Regions from separate parts of the Arachis hypogaea genome. Here region 2 is linked to region 1. A link is a contact called in public Hi-C data. All regions are on one chromosome and are shown on one strand. The core of a region is the stretch at or near the end of the contact, and the rest is flanking DNA. Distances in the headings are between cores, read along the strand shown. Region 1 holds the start of LOC140173688. Region 2 holds the start of LOC112696746.

Region 1 (6,435 bases), core at 1,798-4,297:
AATTTAGTGATTAATTTTTTTATGTGTATAATATTTTTATGAAAATTATTAGTTTAATTATCTATATAAAATTAAAACAACGATGTTATATTTACATAAATTAAAACCGTCACTAAATCAATTACTCGTTTAGAATATTTGTTAAAATATAAAATATGTATTAAAAATAAATTAAATAATATATATATTTATACACAAAAATATAATAATTAAGTTTTTGTATATATAGTATTTTTGAACTTAAAAGCATAAATGTAAGAGAAAACCATACATTTCCTTTATGAGATATTTAAACGATATATATATATTTTCGTCTACATAATAAAATTCATTTATTTTTATATTTTATCACATAATATAAAATATCTTAAATTGTTGTTTCAAAAAGTATTTAAATTTAAAACTTTTTATATATTTTATGATTAATAATAAATTATTAAAATAAAATAAATTTATTACATCAACAATAAATATATTATTATTATTTCAATAAGTCATAAAGTTGTTATTAATTTATACGTATAATTTTAATAATTATTAAAGGATATTTTAGTTAAGTACTTAACATATAAACAGTGTTCATTTTATGAATAGAAGAAAAAAATGATTTTATCTAAATTTAATTTAAAAAATTTGAGATCAAAGTACAAAAACATATACACAGGGAGAGATATTGTTAAGTTAGAAGTTAACTTTAATCGGACAAAGTTAACATAATACTAACAAAAATTATTGTTGACTTTAAGGAGAATCTATAATAATTTGATGATGATAAAATATTATTAGTTGGGTTAAAAGTCCAAAAATTTTGATAATGTATGTGATTATTATATATGCAAAAAAAATAAATAAGCTCAATTGATTTGTCAACATTTTTTTCTCTCCTCTAACCTGTAATCAAGGTGCAAAATTTTATTGCAAATTCTCTCTTTACTTTAGTAATTCAAAAAATTCACATACTGCACCTAAATCAAGAGAGAAAAGATGTTTCACAAGACTTAAAGATATGTTTAAAAATGAATTTAAGTAAAGTAAAAAATTAAAATGAATCACTAAGTTTTAGCATTAAAAAGAAAAAAGAGGAAAAAATTAAAGTTGGAGACAAAAGAAAAAAATCAAACCTAATGTGATACAGAAGGAAATTAAAGAAGTTCAGTTATTATTTTTGTACAACTACTTTAACTTGTTGAAGTTATTATCTTTCAGCCGCATACTTTTTAGTAAAAAAAGAAAATAGAAGTTATTTTTTTTTACTGTAAATCAAAGGTTATAATTAAAATTTGGAACCAAAGAATGGATCAATGACTTAGATCTTTGAAGTTAAAGAAAAAAGAAGAAAGAGTAAGAAACAGTAAGATCAGAAGTCAAATAAATTTTATCAACCATAAAAATTTACTGCTGTTTTATTTTTTTTTTTACGTTCTTTAATATGATTTTTGGAAAAGAAGAACAAAGTCAAAAGGTATTTAGTCAAGCTTAAGTTTTAAAAGCTTCACTTTTATATAAAAAGGTAAATGGACGGACGGAAATTGAAGTAAAGAGAGTAAGCACATTGTTTGGGGTCTTCATAACTTTTGAGCTATATCTTCTTCTCTCTTTTATGATTTTATATTAAAAATTATGTTCTTCATTTTATCTTTCTTTGTTTCAATCAATGAAAAAAAGCAAATGTGTGAGATATCAGTAAAAGTTATTGAGAGAAAAAGTAAAGAGAATAAGTTTGCATTGGAAAAAAAATCAAAAATTATGTCAAATTCTTTTGTTATCATTTCTGTTTTGTATTCATTAACATGAAAGGTTTCTCTTCTTAAGTTAGGTAAGAATTTAGTGTTAAAAGTCTAGCCAGTGAATCTAGTCAAATTGTTAGCTGATATAGGTGTCTTTTTGATCTTGAGATAGTAAAAGATGTGATGTCTTATTGTCTCCTTTCTGGGATGAAAATTGCAATTCCCCATTGGATTCTTCACTTTCCATTCCAAGTGAGGCAGCTGCACAGTTGATAGTTCTAAGAGGTTGTTTCATGTGTGATGGTGGTCCGTATTTCTTGTAGCAAGTATTCACCAAGTGTCCAGTTTTGTGACAATAAGATCACAGCTTGGGAGGTCCTCTGCCTCCTCTATTATTCCTTCCTCTTTCAATTCGTCCTCTACCTCTGTAGCCAGCAGTATTTGAGTAGTGTTGGGACCTTTCACCCTCAATAACATCAGATGAACTCATGAGAGCTCTTGCATCGCTAATTTCGGGTGAATGTAACTGTCGTTCTTATTGAGTGAGAAGGAAAAATGCCTTGTTGACATCAGGTAGTGGTGCCATAAGCATCAACTGTTATCGAACTGTACTATATTCGTCATTTATTAGGCCCCTTAACAATCTCACCAATTGTCTTTGTGTTCGATACTTCCTCACAGTTCCTAAGCCGCAAACGCATTCCGAACCACATAAGCATTTTGGAATTGGTAGGAATGCTTCAATCTCTTCCCAAATTGTTCTTAGTTTTGTGAAATAAGCAGTGATACTCAGATCCCCCTGCCTAGTGGTATACATTTTCTCTTCTAATTCAGCGACTCTAAATATGTCTCCCTGATGATACCTATGTTCCAATTCGTTCCACATATCACAGGCATTTTCATTCCAAATCACACTGACAAATTTAGCCAAGCAATCACATAGGTATTACATTTTTTCCAAGCTAAAAAACTCACATCCGATTCATCAGGTTTCGGTAAAGATCCATCAATAAACGCCAATTTATTTTTTGATTTTAGTGCTAATCTCATTGCCCTAGCCCAAGAATGGTAATTGGAGGTATTCAAAGTCACATTAACTATAGAATTACCAGGATTCTCACCTGGATGCAAGTAGAAGGGGCTTTTTGGATCCAAGATCGCACTTCTGCTCCTCACCGGAGATTGATCCATTCTCCTATGAAATTCTTGAAATTTGGAAAACTGATTCATGAATCTCGTAAATTTTTGAAATTAGCTGGCGGAGAACTCGTTCTCCATCGACATCGAACCTGGACTCGCTATTTGTTCCTCATTCGCCATAGTTGGGCCAAATCGGGAACCCTCAGCAGCAACCTCTCTTCCCTCTTGCTAACTCAAATTCTCGTCACACTCGCAACCTCCACGCTCACCGTACCATGATAAAATCTAGAGCTGGGAGGAGGTTGCACAAGTGGAAGAAGGTGTGAGAGAAGAGTGGCAGAGAGAAGGTATGAAAGTGAATGAAGTTTAGTTGCTGAAGAATAATAGAGAGTCACATTTGTAAAAGTGTTACAATGCAGTATTTATACATCTGACTAACTATGCTCAATTAACTATGGCTAATTCTCACTCATACTAATTGACATCTAACTACAGTAACTTAGTTACTTTCTAACTAACCATTCACTAGCTTACTTCCATAAATATTTAGGCTGAAACGACACCTATATCAGCTAACACAAATCAAACTTAATTAAAAATTTAGTTTGTCCCTGATAAGATTATATTCAATTCTTGAGAATTGGTGTTTGTAAATCTTTGATCAAGATAATAGAAATTTGACTGAAGGTTGTAGTGTATATTAGATATGAATCACATTACACATAGTGGTTGAATTAGAATATATGACTGTGTTGTTACCACTTATTTTTTTTCTCTACTCTTTCTATTTCACTCGTTATAAGACAAAATAAAATTGTCTCCAACTTAATCAACGTCACAAAAGTTACAACAACACAGAATATTAACTTTTTTTATTGCTTTGATTCATCAGAGGCAAAATAAATTTGTTTTTTGCATAATTAAAATTGCAGATCTTATAACAGCAAAATCTTAAATACTAATTTAAAGTATATAAAATTAAAAGAATCATAAATTCAACTCCTCGTTTTTAAATTATTGAGACTCTTCCATTAAAGACACAAATGTGACCCATATATATACTCTACTGAGTGAAGGGTGGCATATAATTCTCAATTAGAAATGGTCATATTATTACGCTCTAAATGGATAGCTTAATTACCTTCTGCTCTTTGCCAAAGTCAAAAGAAAAAATTAAATTAATTATTGAGGTTTGGAAAAATTATTCAGCTAATTAGATTACGCTCCTTACTGGCTATTAAATTACTCACCTGAACTACACAACAGAGCAACACATTTTAATGCAGATAGACATAATCACGAAACCCAAACAGCAGAGCATGGTCAATAACTTGTATTACAAGGGAAGCAAAGGTACTCTTGCAAGTTTCAAGTTTCAACATTAGTCCGAAGTCCGAACTAACAAAAATGGCATCATTAATTAATTCTCTAAAGCGCTAAATAGTTAGGAATTTATATATCTATCTCTAACCATAGAAATTAATTTTATGAGACGACGTCTATACATGTTCCGGTTACTTCTGCCATAATTAGTTACATAGTAAGAATGTGATGCACATATTATATACATGCAACTTGTTAAAGTAGATCGCTCATCACATCGCTTCATGTAAAAGGTCCAAAGAGGAAATGGTGATTGGCGACCCTTGAGAGAGACACAAAACTCGGAATAGACTAGTGTGGGGAGCGTTTGATTTGCATTTTTATTTTTTATTTTTAATATTTTTTGTTTTCATATTTTTATAAAAAAAAATAAAAAGATAGAAAATAAAAATAAAAAATAAAATTGTATTATTTTTACTATTTTTTTATAAAATCTAAAAAAAATACTAAAAATACCAAAAATCAAAATATAAACTAAATAAATACACACACTTTTTGCGATATTATTATTATTATTAATTTTTTTAGAATAGATAGCTAAATTGATCATGAAAACATTTTAGCACTTAATAAAATTTTTATAAAAATTCTCAAGAGTTATTTTGGGCGAACAGATTAATCCTATGTCATTTTGTAGAGAATTAATTTAATTTTGATGTACTATTAATATAAAATAGTTTTATACGTGTATAACACTATATCAGTAAAAATAATATTTTATATTAACTATAAATAATTATCTAAAAGAATAAATATTATATAACTGAATTATCGTTATATTATCAATACATTAAAATTAAAATTTTTAAATATTTATTCTAATTATGTATATATACGCTTCTCACATTTAATTGAGTTTTTAGTGCATTCAGAACCTCCAAATACCACTGTCAATTCAAGAGATTAAGATCAATAGCATATTTGCGGAGTTGACCATTGCATGAAATTAAAAATGCGCTGTTGTGGTTTGGTTGAGTTCGATCGATCACATAGGTCTTTATCAGCAATTTAGTACTACTGCAACTCCCCTAGACAAGTATAACATTTAATTAATGAAGGGAATGGGTCCATATGATGTAGCCTATATGCAAATAATTTCCCCGCCAACAATGTAGGAAATAATGAATCGTGCATATTATTTTCTCATTTTATTTTCTTTCTCTCTCCGAGTCTCTCTCCCTTATGTATCCATCATATTATGCAATGAAACAATAGTACAAAGGGATATGGATATAGATTCCCCAGCCCCACCACGCACCTTGCAAAAACCGTTTTTTGTGGTTCTTGATAAACTAAAATTAGGATCCATTTAGAATTAGAATGTTTTTTTCCAACCAAAAATATATAATATCTCATAATAAGCACGAAAGGGAAAATAATGAACTTCAGGATCCAAGCATAAACAATAAAACATCAACTGTCAAGATATTTATGCAAACGCCAAATTTTTATCGCTATTTCAGATGTATATATAGTTGTTATTTATTAGCATTATGTAACATTAGCAAAATCTAAAGATTGCCACATTACTCATAAAGAATGAGTTAAGGAAATTAAATGTTTACAAAGAATTTTGGCACCCAAATATTACCATGAGTGCATCTACTTACAAATATGCCAACCAACTATTGGTTAATGATATGAACTGCATGTGGAAAAATTTCAAGATCTAACAGTATAATTAGTGTTAATGAAAGACATATATAGATTTTCTTATAATCTTATTCAAACAAATTAGAGTTTTCAACGATACGAAACTCATATGTAATTTTGATAATTAAAAATTATTAAATAATAAATCAGTCAAATATAACATACTAAACTAAAAAATAACTTTATGCGAATCTCTCGACTGACTAAGATTATATAAGAATAAGGAATACCTAACACTTGGAAGCTACTCTAACCTTCCCTTTTACTATGCCGAGAAGCAAGCAAGGCAAAGCCCAGTAATGGACACTGAATGGATAAAAAGATGGACCGCATCCAAGTGGACATGGACCAACATGATGAGGAATCCTGGACTATGACTGTTGACCCACTCTGAAAGTGACACACTTTTAATTTTTATTAGCATTTTTCATGATTCATATGCTTATGTATTCATTCTTGTTAACGAAAATATCTGAACGGGGAATAATATAATCTTTAGTCAACCCAATAATCATAATAAAAATTGAAACAA
Region 2 (6,435 bases), core at 1,715-4,214, 220 kb before region 1:
GTTTAAAAGTTTGTAATTGGGCCCCTGAAGAAAATTAAAATTTGTAATTGGGTCCCTACCGTTCAAACACCGTTTGATTTAACAGAATATTCTTTAGCATATTCGCTGCTTTAAACATGTGAGTTGCACATGTTTAATAGTAAGGACTAATTTGTAATTTTAGTAAAACTATAGGGACCAACACTATAATTTAACTATTTAAAAATGACCAAAAAATCCCTAACCCACTCCACCCCTCCCCAACCCTCTCACTGTCACTTCTCCACTTTCCAAAACAGAGAAAAAAGAGGAAAGAGCGTCATGAATTGAAGGAACACGTTGCTCTTCAACTCTCCTCCACCTCCAACCCTAAATGCAACAACTCTTGACTGCTCACAGCATCTTCAACAATAGCGAGATCTTCGTCATCATCGTGCCAATTATGGAGGAGATGGCTGCCATTGTTGTTGTTGTTACTATTTCAAGTGCTGTTTGGTTTATTATTGTTGTTGTTGTTACCTTCGATGATGGAGCAGATGGCGGCTGCAATAGCGGCGATGAAGTTAGAATCGGTAGTGATGGCTGCAGTGACGGAATCAGCCAGGGATGGCGGCTGTTACTGTGGTTGGTTGGATTCCTGATTGGGAAGAGGCAACAACTTGTTGAGATAATTGAAGAAGGAAGAATTTTGATTGATTATGTAGGGTTTGAGTCTCAAAGTTTTGCGGGTGACCTTGAAAATTGGGTAACTAGAACAAAGGGACAACATTAAGAGGATGATGATGCTTGATTGGAAGGGTGGAAGTATTATTAGTATTATTTGATGATGATGAGTTTTGTGTGAGGTCCAATGTAACAGTTGAAAATGATGCCCAAGTTGAGAGTGTTGCCATGCTTCAAGAAGTAGAAGTAGAGCCCGATAAAAAAATAACTCTTCCTAGGAGGTTTGGGTTTATGATTTCATCTGCACTTGGCATGGAACCTGATAATAATATAGTGACAGTTGCTGTGGTAGTTGATGCCATGGTCATGACTGCCAGTAAAAAAAAAAGGAGAAGATGGGAAAAGAAAGGATAATATAAGAAAAGGAAAAAAAGTGGACATTATGATAAATATGTATTTTTTTTTACAGTAAAGGTTATTGAGGATCTAATTATAAATTTTAATTTTTTATAGAGATCAAATTATAAACTTTTAAAATATATAAAGTAATTTACAATTTTACTAAAAGTATAAGGATTAACTGTAATTTAACCTACTTTTAAAAATAAATTTAGACCACGAACCTATTTCAATGATTTATACATCACAAAAATATTTCAACCCCGAAACATAAGTTAAATGCTAAAACTTGATAAATTTATTTAGATCATATGTACAAATATATCTTCTTCTCATTTTAAAAAGAAAAGGTAAATTGGTTAGTATTAATTATTTGTTGGTTTTTATTGTTTCTAGTTGGACAGGATAAACAATGGCAACAACATGTCGCAAAAATCGTTCAAGTTCATGGCATAGACCGAACCCGTGGTCTACGATTTTAGGTAGTCTGTATAATTATGATGAGTCTCTAATTCTTAGCTGTTTAATATTTTAATCTTAGACGAAATTGGGAAATTCGTGTCAGATGCCATTCGATGCTCTTGTAAGTATGTGATCATTATACTATACCATATAGTTCAGAATCCTAATTCCTACACGGTGAACGAAAATCGAGTGGCTAATAAGTTCAATACACAATTGACTATTCATTTTTCAATCTTACAATGCTAGTAATATCAAATTAAAATAATACACACCTTACCTTGGAATCATTAAACCAAGAAGCGCATTAATTTAAGGGATTCATATAAAACTCGGCGTTATAAAAATTTAATTCGTATATTCTTGCTTGCCTGCTGTCATGTCATGTCAGCTTCTCCCAAATCTCATACACAATATAATGTTTAAGTACGCATTTTCTCTTTAATTAATTGATCCCAATCTTTCAAATAACGACCTAACTGGCTAACTTAAATATCCATGGCGTTGGCAATACCCTTATCAAATGGCTCTGATTCTCAATCCACATGTGATCCTGTGGCCGATTTCCAGATGCCTCCATCAGCATTTCTTTATTCACGAAAATAGAAAACCTGCGGTTCAGATCACTTCAGATCACCATCAATATATTCAATAAAGTTCAAGCAAGTAACTTAAAAAAAGAACAGGGGTAGCTAGAGACAAATTTAATATATCATATTTAAAGATATAAAATAATTATTTACACATTCAACAAATACTTAAGAGAATGTGACATAAATACTAAAAATTAAGCACACATTAATTATATATTTATACATATTATTTCATATATTTTTAATAAAACAATTAATTATTAGAATCATTAAATATTATACTATAGAATAATAATCAAATTTATTATAGTAAAACAATAAAAAATTTTAACAATAGTATAATAAAATATTTTTATAAATACTAATATATATATATCCTTTTATAATAATTAATTAATGGCCCATTTTTTTGAATTTAAACAACATAATTGATATTTATACTTGAATAATTAAATATGTCTGAAAATAATATATGAAACTTATGTTTTAACCAAACTAAATAAAACATAATCTTAATACGTGTTTTGAAAAAATAAACACTACTAGTTTCCATATTCAATATATTATTATAAGCAACTCCAATAGTAAAGTTAGAAATACAAAATCTAAAATTATTTTATTTAATTTAATATAGATATAATTATATTAAATATTACTGAAATTATTTAAAAAATAATTTAAAATACAAAATAGTGTAAGAATAACTAAAAATATAAAATAAAATAATTTTATGCTTCTTTTGAGTCATTTTCTTTTTATTTTTTTAACATTGTTATCCGACTCTATCCGTTGTTCCAAATAGATGCTTATAGAATAGTTACAAGCTTAGAAACATGATGTACACCGATGTGGGCCTCAAATGGTCACATGCAAAATTAATTAAGATCCTTCGTCATTAGAGCTTAGTAATGGTACTTTACTCCTTTCTCATCCCCATAAATACAAAGCCTCTTTCCAAAGCAACCAAACCATCAAGAAAACACATACACCCTTTGACTCTCCTTCTCCTTCTTTGTTCCTCTGTTTCTGTGTTGTTCTTTCTATTCTTTTCATCAGTCACAGAAGAAAACACAGAGCAATGTCCACCTCCGCCAGAAAAAAGCTTCACCTGAACACAGTTTCAGTGAAACTAGGGTGTGGCAGCAGTTGCAGAAGGCCAAAACTCTCTCGAATATTCCACCCTAAACCAAAACCCAAGAACCCCACTCTCCAAAAACACAAACTTTTCAACCTCTCTTCTTGGAATCATAACGAGAACGACACCGCCACAAGCACCACCACCCCAACCAACACCACCTTCTCCCCTTGCTACATTGATTCCTCTCACTTCTCCGACTCATCAGAGAGCAACAACAACAACAACGGAAAGGAGGCTCGGAGAGTGGGAGGTCTCGGAAGAGCCGGCGGAGAAGGCGTGGCGGTGGAGAAAGACTCCGATGACCCTTACTTGGATTTCCGGCACTCCATGCTTCAGATGATTCTTGAGAACGAGATATACTCGAAGGAAGACCTGAGGGAGCTTCTCAACTGTTTTCTTCAGCTGAATTCACCGTATCACCATGGTGTTATAGTTAGAGCTTTCACTGAGATCTGGAATGGGGTCTTCTCTGTAAGGTCAAGTTCTTCAGCCAGGTTTCACTTCAACCGTAATAATAATAAGCCATTCCACCTTGTATAGAGAATCAGAATCTTTTAATTAGTAGCTAGATAGTAGTTATTACTCATTAGTGATCAAGTTTACTAGGGAAGTGTTATTTTCATAGAAGAAATGTTTGATGTTTGTGAATTGTAATGGGAGAGATCAGAATGAAGAACTAAATAGCTCTTCTGACGAGTGATGAGGACTCTGTAAAATTTGTTTCTTTTGTGAAAATAGAATTTCCTGAGTTGGTAAACATTGTCCACTCTTTCTATTAACCTCACTTTGTTTAATTGTCTAGCAATATGTGATCAAATTCTTACCGCAAGTGAAAATGATGACCGTGTTAATGTACAATTGGTCTTCATAATTCTTGAAGTGGGATTAATTAATTCTTCCTCATCTTTGTTGTTAGAAACATTATTACTATGCATAAAAAAATTAAAAAAACCGTAAAATACATATTAAAATATAAAATATATATTAAAATAATTAAATAACATATATATTTATTCATCATACATAATAATAACTGATTTAATAACTATTTTTTTTGTTTAAATAAAAATAATTTTTTATTAAACTAAAGGAAAAATGATATATACATTATATTTTTTGTTCTATACTTTATATATTCATCTTTTATGTTTTTATATTAAAATAATTAATAAAAATATAAAAAATAATAATTTATTTTTTATATTATAAAAAGATTTAGCTAATATGTGTTCAAAGGGCACATGATAAATTTACTATTAATAAAAAATTTTAAATATTTATATTTAATGAATGTAAAATAAATACATAAAAAATTTAAATTTTTTATATTTTTAAATTTTTTTTTAATTAATAAACTCAATAGATGTATTTAGAATACAAAATAGATAAATCCTTATAGAAATATATATTTAGTAGTACATAAAAAATTATAAACATAATTTGTCTATTTAGATATTTTAATTTATAAGAGAAATGATAATAATTATAACGCTTTTATTTATACATCTTTAATTTCAATGTATATTTTCTGTTTTAGTATAAAAAATGTCTTTATAAAGAATGAGTACATAAAAAATAGTATATGCAACATTTCTCTAATTTACAAATGAATCATAAAAAATAAAAAATATATAGTAGTTTCCTTGACCCTGATACGAAATAGAATGATTAATGCACTTTGTCATGGAGTGTATGGTATGTGGCTTTATCAAGTATTGGAAGGACTCTATCCAACGGGTATGCATGGTCCCCAAGTATACGTTTGGCATGTGGGATTTGGTCAACAATAGTTACCAAGTTTTGAGTGGCATGGTGATGGACTCATGGTGGGAATTGCGAACGAAATACGCATTGGGATTTGGATTCTAATTATAGGTTCTTTTTTATTTTCGAGATAATATTTAATTTAATGTTTTGTATCCGAATTTTAATTTAATTTTTAAAATTTTAATTATTTTTTTTATGTTAACGTAAATAGTTAAATATCACGTTAGACTTGTAAAATAATGTCAATTTTTATTTAGTCCTCAAATAATCTAAAAAAATTATTGTAAGTGATATTTATTAAAAATTTTTTTTCTTAAAATAAATGATCTGACATCGTTTTTTAGTTATTTGAGCACAAAAATTAAAATGACGTCGTTTTACAAGTTATAGCATGATATTTGGTTGTCTATATTAATGTTTTAATAATTTTTTTATCGAAAATTATTTCAAAGACTAATGTAAGTCATGTTTATAAAGTTTGGAAATTAAAAATAAATAATTAAAATTTTAAAGATTAAATTAAGATTTACATATAATTTTAAAAATCAAATTAAGTATTAATTCTATTTTTTTTGTATAAAAATAAAAATAATGATATAATCTAATACTGTGATTTTAATATTTTTTAAAATGTAAAAGATAAACAAATTAAAAAATTCTATTTCTGTATCTTAATTTTTTTATTTTTTAATAAAAATTTTTTGTTCTAATTTTTATATTTCTCACTAATGAAATAGTCTAATTTTTATCTTTTCAATTAAATAATTCTACATTTAAAAATTATACCGTACCGCTCTACATTTCAAAAATACACTGTTACTACTCCAGTATAAAAAATAAAGTGCTATAATTATAAGTATGGTCTCTTCTTCCACGACGGACAGTTGGTTTAATTATTGACTTAATTTCACTGAGACGATATGAGTAGAAATTTTGGGGACCGACTTCAGTGCATTTTCCAATGTTGTTATTAAAGTTCGCTACTCTCTGCTCTGTTTTTAATTTCTAGTATATTTGCTCGTTGCAATGGGGAAGCTTATTACCTTCTCAACTTTTAAAAAGTGGTACATATTGGAAGGATTTAGCAATAAAGTGAAGGTGATTACATATTAGTTAAATAAGAAAGTTAAATTAAAAATAATTTTATTTCAAATCTTTTTACATTTGTATCCCAAAAAAAAAAAATTAAAAATAAAAATCAAAAATCAAAAATCAAAAATAAAAAATATAAAAGTCTAAATTAATAGCATATCAAAGTGAGTTAAACCCTATTTAAGTTTTTGATATTGACGAGTCATTGAGTTGCATTGATTTGATCCTAAACTTTCTAATTGTCACAATTTAATTCTCCATATTAAAAAAAGTGTCTCAATGTAGTCCTTCGTGTATCTTCGGTCGCCGAAATTTAACATCGTTAGTGGCGTAGTTCAAACC

The links. Hi-C and Micro-C count contacts between places; a contact is called where the count stands out from the background.
Region 2: a Hi-C map of an unstated tissue shows a contact between it and region 1, with 2.3 times the contacts expected there. The contact joins the promoter of LOC112696746 here to the promoter of LOC140173688 in region 1.

The regions. Positions count from the first base shown.
Region 1 is chr6:78,456,642-78,463,076 of arahy.Tifrunner.gnm2.J5K5, reverse strand. LOC140173688 reads right to left here and starts at 3,047. Exons shown (of 2, transcript XM_072198202.1): 1 at 2,995-3,047; 2 at 2,326-2,641. The coding sequence starts at 3,047. The coding sequence ends at 2,326.
Region 2 is chr6:78,679,387-78,685,821 of arahy.Tifrunner.gnm2.J5K5, reverse strand. LOC112696746 reads left to right here and starts at 2,964. Exons shown (of 1, transcript XM_025749593.3): 1 at 2,964-4,013. The coding sequence starts at 3,175. The coding sequence ends at 3,774.